Linked DNA regions of Mus musculus: region 2 is linked to region 1. A link is a contact called in public HiChIP or PLAC-seq data. All regions are on one chromosome and are shown on one strand. Each heading gives the region's core, a stretch centred on a gene start, on an enhancer-like site or on the middle of the called end of the contact. The rest is flanking DNA. Distances are from core to core; before and after follow the strand shown. Region 1 holds the start of Pogk (pogo transposable element with KRAB domain). Region 2 has its middle 43 kb from the start of Gm33404.

Region 1 (5,643 bases), core at 1,225-3,724:
GCATGCTTGGGCCATTGTGGACTGCTCATCAGAACACACTGATTTACTCCTCCTACATACTGACCCCTTTCAGTTTAGAAGTTGGCAGCTCAGTAGGAGCCAAAGTCCTGTGCTCTGACCTTGTTATCCCACCTCAAGGGGGGGGGGGGGGGGTGACCAACATAGAAAACCGTGCCTGTCTTAGGTTGCCCTGGTTATTGGGATCTTACCTGTCACTGACTACAGGCTCTGGAAGGTCTGCCTCCCTGGACAGCATACCCTGGTGGGGTGGGGTGGTCTATTGGAAAGCCTTTCATGTCTCTGAGAACCATGCTGATATAACCTCCCAGCACTGATATAACCACAAGGAGATTCACAACCATCTGTTCCTCCAGCTTCAGGAGATCCAATGCCATCTTCAGACCTCCATGGGCACATAAAGTACTTATATGCATGGTGCTGGTTGGCTTTTGTCAATTAAACATGAACTTAGACCTATCTGGGAGGAAAGAATGTCAATTGAGGAATTGCCTTCTTCAGATTGTTCTTGATTAATGACTGATGTGGGAGGGCCTAGCCTACTGGGTGGTATCATCCTGGCAGGTGGTCCCGAGTGACATGAGAAAGTAAGCTGAGCAAGCTACAGGGAACAAGTCAGCAAGCAGCACTTCTTTGTGGTCTCTGCTTCAGTTCCTGCCTCTGGGTTCCTGCCTTGAGCTCCTGCCCTGATTTACCTTCATGAGGAACTACAACTGTTAAACTGAAATAAACCCTTTCCTCTCCAAGTTGTTTTTGGTCATGGTGTTGTATCACAGCACTCCAGGGCAAACAATGACATACACACAAACAAACACTCATCCACATAAATCTTTCTGAAAAAAAAATTAAAGATCAAAATGGGTCACTGACTAGCCTCTTATATACATACGTGTGTGTGTGTGTGTGTGTGTGTGTGTGTGTATGACTCTCAAAGACTAAAACTTAGCATTGCTTTTTTTCTTACTTCGGAACACATGTTCACCTTTGAGAGAAGGTGTCAACAATGGCCCAGCACCCTCTGCTCTCTTCCTGACAACCTTCTCACTTTTGCAATGGAAACTGCCATTTCCCTCAGCAAAGTTAAAAATGAGAATATCAATTAATTTAAGCCACCATTCCTGATTCTTAAAAAAATAAATAAATATATACATCAAAAGAGCTATCCATTAAAACAACAAAGGAATCCTAACCTTCTCTTTCAATATATCAATAATCTCTGTGCAGTGATTAAGCCATCATTGCTCTTTGCTCTTGTCAGCCATAACAACATTTCAAGAGTGAGTCTTCTGTGTCGTACTATATGTATTAAAAAGCACAGCTCATCTATGCCTTGGCATTTGTGCTTACACACACATTAGTGAACAGAAGCAATAAGTTTAAAGTAAAATGTTTAACAACAGCTTCTCCTGGGGGCTGTAAAGGCAGCTCGGGTGTTAAGTGCACTGCTCTTGAAGAGGATCAGAGCTTAGTTTCCAGCACCCCGATCAGGCAGCTCACAGCTACCTGTAACTCCAACACAGTGGTATCCCATGACTCTAGCCTTCAGGCATAAGCACATACCCATGCACATATTACTTAAAATAATATTTTGATTTTTAAAAACGATTCTTTTCTTAACCACAGGCTCTTGAACCCTCTCCTGAGCTGCCTCTGCTGCCGTGCTCCCCACCCCCACCTCTGCTTGCCCAGCCTTATTTAAGCAAGAATCCTAAGTCAGTTTAGCACATTTGTTATCTGATCACCCTGGTCTGCTTTCAACCAGAATCCAGTTTAGTGGGTTTAGCAAGAATCCCTCAATCTTTGATAATTCCTCTTAGTAATTATCCACACTCTTGACATCCACACCCCTTCCTCTCCTTGGCTATAAATCACCAACCCCCAAGTTGAACTCAATCTTTTAGTATTTTCAATAAGTATGAAGTGTGTGTGTGTGTGTGTGTGTGTGTGTGTGTGTGTGTGTGTGTGTGTGTGGTGTTTGTTTAAACAAGGTCCAAACAGATCTCCGACTGTAGAATCTTTTTCTGAAATAAGAAGATTTTCGAGGTCTCCTGGAACATGGTTGCTATATTCTCCACAGAGCTGTGGGCAAACAACTCGAAAAAACTTCTTCACACCTACTACGCCCAGGAAACTACATGCTTGGGAGTTAAAGGGCAATACTACAAAAATCTTCAAGTTCGCTTCTTGGTATGCTTGGATCAGCGTTCTGGACAGAACAAGAACGATGAGCCCGGTCACCCCTCCGCGCACAGAGCATTTCTGGATGCCTGAGCGGAAAGGCTGCGGTGTTCCTCCGAGCAAATGCCCACCTCGGCGGCCGCAAGTGAGCCAGCCACCGGGCTAACGCGGCTCGAAGCACCGAGGTCGCCGGAAGCGCCGCCGAGACCTGCTGACGTCACCGCCCCTAGCCCGCCCCTAACACCCTGGGCTCCGCCCACCCCTCCCCTCCCACCACGTGTCCTCGCTCCCTCCCGAGGGGCCGCGCTGGGGCGGCGGGAGCGGTGGAGACGATGGCGCGGTGAATGCCGGGCCACAGCCTTCGTCGCCCTTTGCGGCGACGCCGCCCGCTCGGCCGGGGTGAGTGCGCGCGGGCTGCGGGATCCGGGCGGCTCGTCCTCGAGGCCGGCGGAGGAGGCTGGGCCACGGTGGGGCGGGGGCCGCCGGTGGCAGTGTCGCCTCCGCCGCCGCCTTTGTTGCGGGCCGGCCGGGGAGGTAGGCGGCGTGGGCTGTCGCCGCCCCGCAGGTGGACCGAGGACCTTAGTGGTGGGCGGGGGTGGCGGGAGAGGGTTGGACAAGATGGCTGGAGCGGGCAAGGGCGGCGGCGAGCACCTTCGTGCCGGCCCCTCCCACCACCCGCCCCGCAGCTGGGCACAGGCCGCGGCCAAGTTCAGGTCCCGGGACTCCTGTGACCTCACGAGTGTTCCTACCTCCCCATGCCTCCACCCACCCCAGAAACATTGAAGAAGCTGACTCTGAACTCCGGGAAGATCCTTGCTTGGGAAGTCCCGGGAAATGGAGCTCACAGATGCACACTCTCTGCATACCCAGCAGCTGCCCGCAGTCTCTTCTGGGGAACCTCTTTGTACCAGCCTGAGGAGGCTTCGAATAGAGAGGATTTGCGACCCAGAGGCGAGGAGAAGTCCAGCCAGGTTTGGGTTGGCCTCTGCCACCCAGGCACGCCCCTCTCTGCATCATGGACTTGGCTTTGGGAGGTCCTTTGAGGCAGAAAAACTGTTAAGTTTCTGAAGTAGCTTGTGGACAGCGCCTATGAATCTGGAAAACCCAGGTGATAACTATTTTGGGCTAACTATTTAAATTTCCTATCTAGGCTGAGATACTTTGATGTGGTAGCAAATCAGCACCGCCCTCCTCTGGTCCTGATTCCGTGCTCAAACAGTCCTGGCAGTGGGAACTTCTGCCCATCACTGAGCTGTTTGAAACCTCTTCCCGGGATATTTACCCACTGTTCTAAGTTCTGCCCTTCTGCACAGAGGCTCTGTGAAAACTACTCTGGTCTCCGTGCCACAGGGGGCTCTTTAAATATTTGAAGTTAGCCAGATAAATTATCTGCCCTCAGCCTCTGTAATAATTAAATAAGCCAGCCACCTTTCTGAACCCCTTCCTTCCAGCTGGAAGCAGACAGTGCTTTGACCTAAACAGGTTTGTGTGTGTGTGTGTGTGTGTGCCTGAGCCGCCCTCTCACAGACTAGTTCCCACTGACACCTGATTGTCTGCTAACTCTTGAATGCAGAAATGGAGTCCCGGGCCTACCCTCTGAATTTGACCCTGAAAGAAGAGCAAAAGGAGGAAGAGGTTGAGATCCAAGAGTTGGAGGATGGCCCCATAGATATGCAGAAAGTACAAATCTGCTCAGAAGGCGCATGGGTAAGTAAAGTGTGAGCAGTCCAGCCTGAGAGCCAGGCTTGCTTTGGGGGTCTTCCTCCCGGAGCAGACATGGAAGTAAGAATAGCCCAGTCTCCTGTGTTTACATTCCTGAGAAAACAGCCTGGTGGCTTCAGAAGACAAATAATGGAGGAGGTGGTTAGAGGACAGGACTTCCGGCAGCAAGGCTGATTACAGGTCTCAGAAACTTGTCACTCTTTCAGTACCTGTTTCCCCTGTGCCTGACAATAGCACCATACGTATTACAGGCACCAAATTCATGGAAGACTTGGGTCATAGAGCTGGCATGAGAGGTGTATGTCTCCTAGGTGTGAGTGGAAGTGCCAGGCTCCACAGATTACACAGGTACAGGTGCAACCGTATTTAACACACACATTTATTTACAGTGTTACTAGAGACATGGAAATTGAATATGAACAATAAATTGGCATTGCTTAGTTTTTCGTTGTCTATAAACATTTATCAGTAGCATCAGTACAAAATATCCTTGGTGTCCCATGAGCGGGAAGCCCTTCATCATAGAACACAGAGCTGTAGGCAAAGAACCAGAAAGACCCTTCTTCCAAATTATCTGGTCCACTCCTCCTACAGAAGGGAACTTCAGGTACCCAAGAGTTGTCTGCTTTACTCTGAAAATCCTTACATATTGGCTTCCTGAGCTGCAGCCCCGCCAGTGGAGCATCTTTCTGAGTTAGGTTTCATAGTGGCATCATAAATAATTGCGGGACTCTGGGCTCACTGGTCTGGAGCGGTTGCATTTATCTGTTCATGTTCTTTGTGCACTATGTTCTCAGTTCTGACTCAGGCAGGAGTCAGTCCTGTCTAGCTTGAAGGAAGACCTCAAAGCGGTAGAAACCCTGGATTCTGAGGCTAAATTGAGCGACCCAGTGTGTCTAAATGGGCTGGGGAAGTACGGAGAAGCATTAACAGTAGACATCTTGATTGTGCTGAGCAAGTGAGAAGAGCCAAGGGAAGAGCATGTCTTGCCCAGCAAAGAAAGAAACGAGCAGAGTGCCTGGAGGAGGGAGCCTGGCAGCTGGAGGGGTAGGCCTAAGATGTGGGCATTTGTTACCTCTGGGAAGTCTACCATGTACCTATAGTTACTGCACAGGGTTAAGACAAGATCCCTGCCTTCATGCTGCCCCCTGTCTCATGAGGGGGCTCATGACTCTCAAGACAGCAAAAGATGCCTAACAGGACTGTGGAGGTCAACTCAGGATGTTCTCACAGGCAAAATCATGCCTGACAGTATTCTTCCTGGAGAAGGGCTGGTCTTAAGCAGTGGACAGTTGTGCCCTCCCTACTCTAGAGCGTTTAGCAGTATACGGAGACAACTATTTTAGTTGTTGTGACCCACGGTGGAGGTTGAGATGTGGAGTCCTCCTGGCATCTTCGATTTCAGCCAAGGATCTCCAAGGAGCTACAGTGCAGATGAAGGTACCCTGCCTGTATAATAAGGAATTGAGTAGTCTGAAATGTCAATAGCATGTGCTTGAAACAGATCTACTAGCACATTAAATTAGGACAATGAAAAATAGAATATGTGTTTTAAATGCATATTTTGATAATAAATAGGTAGTAAAGACTACTCACACATAGGCTCTGTTCTATGCTGGAGTTGGAGTAGAAATACAGTTTCCGGCAGACAAGAGCAATCCACTTTGAGTTGAGCCTTGTAATGAGTGGGATGAGCAAAGGGAAAGGAGAGTTAGCACTCCAGTC
Region 2 (6,222 bases), core at 730-3,229, 400 kb before region 1:
CTTCCCTCGTCCTTCTCCCTCAGATTACCTGGAGCACCTATGAAATTTCTCTAAAACAGGCTTCAGGATTATTTTGGTCCATGGAGTGAGAGGTTGGTACCACTTGAAAGGGTCCTTTTGGAATTAACTATGAATAGCCAGGGAGAAGGATAAAGTTTGAAGCGTCCTGTTGGATGGTCAATACATTGCTTCTTGCTAGGAGACTTGTTCTTAGCTTTGTGCTGACAGAGCAGGATATTCTGTTCTGGGGGCCTCTGGTACCTCAGAAGGATGGAATCCCAGGCTGCTGTGTGACAGTTTCTAGCTAGTCTAACTCAAATCCCCTGTGGAGGACATCACCTTCACCTGACTTTGCATCTCTGCGACCGTGTTTGGTGCCTGATCGTTTGTGAATTCCAAAGGCTGCTGTGGCATTAGTCAACTTGATAGCTTATGTATTTTGTTTTAAAAATTGCTATTCATATTTTGCTTATAGAATGGGAGATGTTTCAGATTGTAAAAACAGAGATTATTTCTCAATGGAAGAGCAACAGAAAAGTTGTAAGTTAGTACAATTAGTTATATTTTCCTAAACCTTTTGTAGCATTAGGTATTTCTTTATTCCCACACTTTTACATTATTTTAAATATGTCTGTAAGTTTTCCTAGTTGAAAAAGAAGAGTATTTGTGTGGAAGGGGTGTCAAGAGAGCACTAGGCAGGTAAGAGCACTTGCCTCTCTTGTGGAGAGCCAGACTTCTCTTCCTCACACCCACTCTGGGCAACTCACAGTCACGTCTAACTCCAGCTCAGTGGATCCAACACCCACTTCTGGCCTCACTGGGCACCTGTATAGATATGGCAGACACACACTCATGAAAATAAATTTAAAAATTAATACTAAAAAGAGTGTAAGAGCCAGAGAGGATGGAGAACATGAGGAGAAAGAGTCAGCTGAGGAAAGCTCACATGAACTCACAGAGACTGAAGCAGCAAGCACGGGGCCAACCTGGGTCTGCACCAGGGCCTCTGTGCTTATATCATGGCTTCTAGTTTAGTATTTTTATGGGACTCCTGAATGTGTAAACAAGTGCCTGCTCTTGGGGTGAGAATGAGAGACCTTGTCCAACTTCAGTGTGATGGTTTTTTGTTTTAATAGTTATAATATTAAATACTAATGTTATTAAATATTATTAATACTTAGAATAAGTTTAGTTACAATATCTTATTCTGTCCTGTTTGAGCGTTGTCTCTTAAAAGCTTGTTATCTTTCAAAAATTTTTTTTATTCTTTTCTCATACATTCCATCCCAACCATACTTTGCTCTCCCTCTGCTCCTCCCAGTTGGGTCCTCCCCACTTCCCCTCCCCTTCAGATCCCCTCCTCCTCCACTTCCATTCAGAAAAGAGCAGGCCTCCTAGGGATACCAAGTGAATATAGCATGTGTAACAAGAGACAGTGGGGGATAGTCTTGAACTCAGGTACCAGTGACGACTTCCTGAACAGAACACCAACAGAGCAGGCACTAAGATCAACAACTTAATAAACAGGATCTCATGAAACTGAAACGCTGCTGTACAGCAAAGGACACCATCAATGGGACAAAACGGAAGCCTGCTCTTGACTATTGAGGAGCAGAAAGGGACTGGATCTGGAGGGCTGCGGAGCTGGGAACAAACCGGGAGATGTAGAGGGAGGGGAAACTGTAGCCAGGAATCTATTTTTAATAAAACTGGGGGGAGGGAGGAAGAATACTCTTAAAAAAAGAGGGAGGATTTTTATTTTTGAGAAAATCTGGGAAATTCAGATAAGTTTATGGGGTAAAAAACCAAAAACCCTAAACTCTAACACTTTACATTTTCTTTTGTCTTTTTTCCACTTTTTCTTTCTTTTTCTTTTTGGGTGTCCTTGCTTCTCTTTGCAGCTTACAGTAGGGAGGCTTATTTGAAGATGTCGCATTTCATCATGACAAGACAGACTCACAGTTCAATGAGATGAGTCAGCTAAAGCAGCAGGAAAAAAGACACAAATAGACAGTGTTGGGCCCTCCCCAGAGTGTGTGCAGCTTGCCTCTCACTGAGACCACAGGGTACCCTGAATCCCACAGGATCCCGCACGGACCTGTGGTGCCTGCAGCTCAGCTGACACAGCTGCCGGGCGTGGCTGGCCATGTATGCTGTGACCATCCTGCTGACCAGAAGGACAGCGCACCCTCAGGCTCAGTCTGTTTCCTTAGCCTACCATGTATATGACGCACAGTCTCCCTTCCAGCATATGGGCAAATGCAAGGAACTTGATCATCAGTGGCAGGCAACCCTGGGCTCTAATATCTCTAACTCACTCAGTTGGTAGCTTTATGCGCAGGATTGTTATAGCACTCATGTTCTCTGGGTCTTAGCTTTCTTAGCCGTAGAGCAGGGCTACTAAAACCTACTCTGTAGGGTAGATATAGATATAAGGACTGGAGATTATAGGTGATCATTACCTGCAGATTAACAGGCCCTTGATAAGTTATTGATAAAACTGCCATCGTCCTTTTAGTCATCACCTCTGCGTGCTTCTGTCAAGCCAGCTTTGAGCTTTAGCTCTATCACTCATCTAAGTGAATGCCTTCTGGAATCCCAGCACTAGTTGCACAATTCCACCTATGCTCTAAGATTCCAAATATATATTCATATTCTCTCTCTTTCTCCTCATACTTTCTTGCCACTGGTAAAAAGATTCAAGGGAAGACTCAAACCCGGACTCTGTCCTCTGGGAGTCTTTGATCTCACTGGGGAGACAAGACATAGACAGAAGATGCTATTAGAGAGGAAGAAGAGCGAGCGAGCGAGGGCACTCAAATGTGCTGAACATCATAGTCTACGTCTCTTCCTGCTTCTGAATTCTGTTCTTGCTTCATTAAACAGTGCTGCCAGACTGCTGACTCACGATCCAACTCTGGACCCACAAGACAATGCTATTTCTCTGCTGTAGAGGTAGCCAAGTCAGATCCCTCTGTTGTGTATAATATACTTACGCCCCTGACTATCTTCCATAGCACTTGTCTCTATTCCAGATCTCTCTAGTGCCACATGGTTACTTTCTACACTGGCCTCCTTGTAGCTAATGTGATATCTAACATGGCTTTCTCCCAGAGACAGCTAAGATAAAGCTATCTAACCACCCATCCTTATCTGCAGTGTCTGGTACGTTACACTTCTCTCTCTACTTGAATCCATACCCCTAGTGTCCTGGGAGTAATGGGAGGGGGAAACAGGTAGATGAATCATCCCTTCTTTGCTCAAGCCTTTAGTTTGCTTTCAAGGGCAAAGAAGCTCAGTGAGAATTTGGATGTGTCGTGATCTGACAACAGGCGTTAGTTATGATGTGACCTTACCAACAAGCAGTGTGCTCACGAGTGAGCAGCTACAAGACAGGGCACACAGCACAGCGTTCTCTCCCATATTAGACAGGCATGTCTATGGAACTGTGAATCTCTCCTGAAAAATGATAGTAGGGCCGTCATCTTCAGAGTCCTCATCTCATAATGGGCTATGGCATAGACCCATTAGACCAGAGGGAGAGGCTGCTAGGCAAGAAAGAATGTGTTTAGCAGGAAAACAGTTTGATTTCCTGGTTGTGCTAGGAGCAGAAGGACAGCTGGATGGCTGGACAGCTGCAGCCAATGAAATCAAGCCCCCCCTGAGGCAATGGCATGTGGTGGAAGTTTCAGGAGCTGTTCTGACTCCTGAAGCAGAGGAAAGGTGAGCAGTCTTCAGAGGTGGAACGGAGAAGGCACAGGAAGCGACATTCGCCTGGGGCGTATGCACAAGACCATCTCAGTGTCACATGGTGCAGATAAGAGAACTGGCTTAGAGGCCAGATGACAGGGAGAGGACTGAGAAAAGAAGCCTGGTTTCCTGTGGATTCTGCCATTGCCCCTTGTACTGAAATGTTCTGTATCTGCTGAGACTCTCAGCTGTGGGCTAGCTAGCTAAGGTTACTTGAGAAGGAAGTTTGCTCAGGGGTACCTGGGATGCACATATTTAAGTTCATTTAGGTGGTTTTATGGTGGTGGGTAAGTATCAAACACATCTAGGTTACTATTACTGCATCTTGAACCTAGTAGATATCCACTAATAGTTATTTGAAACTTTAAAAGAAAACTTACTGAACACATAACAAAACTAAAACTCTCATCATCCTTCTCGATTAGTATTTCTTGATGAAGGTGGAAGTGACAGAGTCTACTTTGTAGGTGGATTTACTTAATGATAGACAGTTCTAGCCAGGACCTGCGTTGACTGAGCCAGATAGAAAGCTTCCTCTATGAGTGGATGGCATGGCTGGAAGAAGGAATGATTGCTGAAGCCAACCCAGGGAGCTTAACAGACTGCCAATTTGTGACAGAGTTCTTTCTTTCTTTCTTTCTTTCTTTCTTTCTTTCTTTCTTTCTTTTTCTTCTTCTTCTTCTTTTTCTTCTTCTTCTTCTTCTTCTTCTTCTTCTTCTTCTTCTTCTTCTTCTTCTTCTTCTTCTTCTTCTTCTTCTCCTTCTCCTTCTCCTTCTCCTTCTCCTTCTCCTCCTCCTCCTCCTCCTCCTCCTCCTCCTCCTCCTCCTTCTCCTCCTTCTCCTCCTTCTCCTCCTTCTCCTTCTCCCCCCTTCTCCTCCTCCTCCTCCCCCCTCCTTTGTTTGCTTGCTTTTTAAGCCGTGGAAGGAAGTGATCACACTAAGGAGCTTGGGTCCTGGAGTGAGTCACCATTCCACCATTTGTCTTCCTCACAGACCCATGGATAGTGCCACAGTCAAATACTCTAGCCCCATCTAAGACAGCTGTGATCAGAGAGCTACTCTGATGGAAAACGCCGAGCTCGTAAGAAAGCTCAAATGCTGCTCTCCTAATAATTGACATCTTGTTTAGTAGTAGTTTGGCTTCCAAAGCTGTGTTAGTGACCCATGGGGCACTGTGAACACTGGTCAAGTATGGTTTCATTGCTTCACAGTTATGTCTTATCTCCTAAAATTCCCAAATGCTTTTGAACAAGCTCATCACAGCCATGCAAGAATCTTCCGAGGCCGGGCCGTGGTGGCGCACGCCTTTAATCCCAGCACTTGGGAGGCAGAGGCAGGCAGAGCTCTGAGTTCGAGGCCAGCCTGGTCTACAAAGTGAGTTCCAGGACAGCATGGGCTATACAGAGAAATCCTGGGGAAAAAAAAAAAGAGTCTTCTGAGAAGATACTGATAAAGAGTTCCACATTAAAGAAGTGACAGGGAGTCTTGCTGGAATCTGATTTCAGTTGAGGTCTTAGGCAGCCATACTGTGGGTTAGAAAAATTTGGTACTTGGGGGCCTTCCATGCTAGGCTAAGAGAGGTTAAGTGACTGTTTCAAGACCACACAACCAATCAGCAAATCCAGAGTGCCACGCCAGAGGCCAGGCTCTTTTCAGTTCTCCTCTTCAGCCAATGTCAACAGCCATGAGCATCCTTACACGAGGGCTCAAGAAAACACAGACCACCAGGTCTACTCCAGAGCACTGGGTCAGAGAGAGAAGGTAAAGGGACACATGCAAGAATCTGCATGTATTTTAACAAGTTCTCTGGTAACATTAAAGCTGATGGTCTGAAAACCACACGCTGGGAGAATCACTTGCTGTTCGAAGTGCAGGCAGGCATCACCCAGGAGCTCTGAGAACTGCAGCAACCCAGGCCTGCCAGATTAGAATCTGCATTTTAACAAGATCTCCAGATGATTTGTATGCAAATTAAAATTTTAGAAGGCTCCTCTACACTACAGCTATCAGTTTGCGGAATACTATATTGAGTCCTACAGAGACAGGAGAGAATGGGCTTGCTAAGTTCATTATCAGGCACTTTGTATTACAGCAGAAATTCCCCTGAACCATTTTAGGTACTTAATTTATTCTTCCAATGATCTTACAGGAGAGATGCTAACACTATTTCCATTTTAAAGTTCAGGAGGTACCAGAAAGAAGACATGTTGGCGACTTGATACAAGTAGAACAGATTCAGGGTATGGGGCTGGACAGGCCACTTTTGAAGACCACACTGCTACCTACTAGGCTACATGTTCATAATCCCTGGTTGTCACTCATCAAGTGGGGGAGGTTGATGGAAAGGTAAAGTGATGTGGAGCAAAAGAAAGGTTACAGTGAGTTGATGGCCTGGGTCAGGAGAACTAGTGTACTTATCCCACTTGAGGTCAGTAGTCCAGGGGTTGATGGGCCATCTGCAGCAGCTCTGAAT

Evidence for each region. HiChIP or PLAC-seq counts read pairs in DNA pulled down with a chosen protein or histone mark.
Region 2: an H3K4me3 HiChIP or PLAC-seq map of bone marrow-derived macrophages shows a contact between it and region 1, with 4 times the contacts expected there. The contact joins the enhancer-like site here to the promoter of Pogk in region 1. A contact is called at or near these places in 3 of 39 promoter capture datasets (embryonic stem cells, hematopoietic stem and progenitor cells and hippocampal neurons), 1 of 484 Hi-C or Micro-C datasets (granulocyte-monocyte progenitors), 2 of 115 datasets of contacts at active chromatin or transcription factors (both in bone marrow-derived macrophages) and 1 of 9 other capture datasets (embryonic stem cells).

The regions. Positions count from the first base shown.
Region 1 is chr1:166,406,659-166,412,301 of GRCm38.p6, reverse strand. Pogk (pogo transposable element with KRAB domain) reads left to right here and starts at 2,474. Exons shown (of 6, transcript NM_175170.4): 1 at 2,474-2,595; 2 at 2,971-3,304; 3 at 3,770-3,903. The coding sequence starts at 3,286.
Region 2 is chr1:166,809,033-166,815,254 of GRCm38.p6, reverse strand. No RefSeq gene overlaps it. Among named protein-coding and RNA genes, the nearest start is that of Gm33404, 43 kb to the left of the region's middle. Within about 2 kb of position 1,979, at least 27 of the 459 cell types and tissues checked have an H3K27ac peak or open chromatin away from gene starts, as enhancers often do. A contact at or near this core is called in bone marrow-derived macrophages and granulocyte-monocyte progenitors, where this site is marked.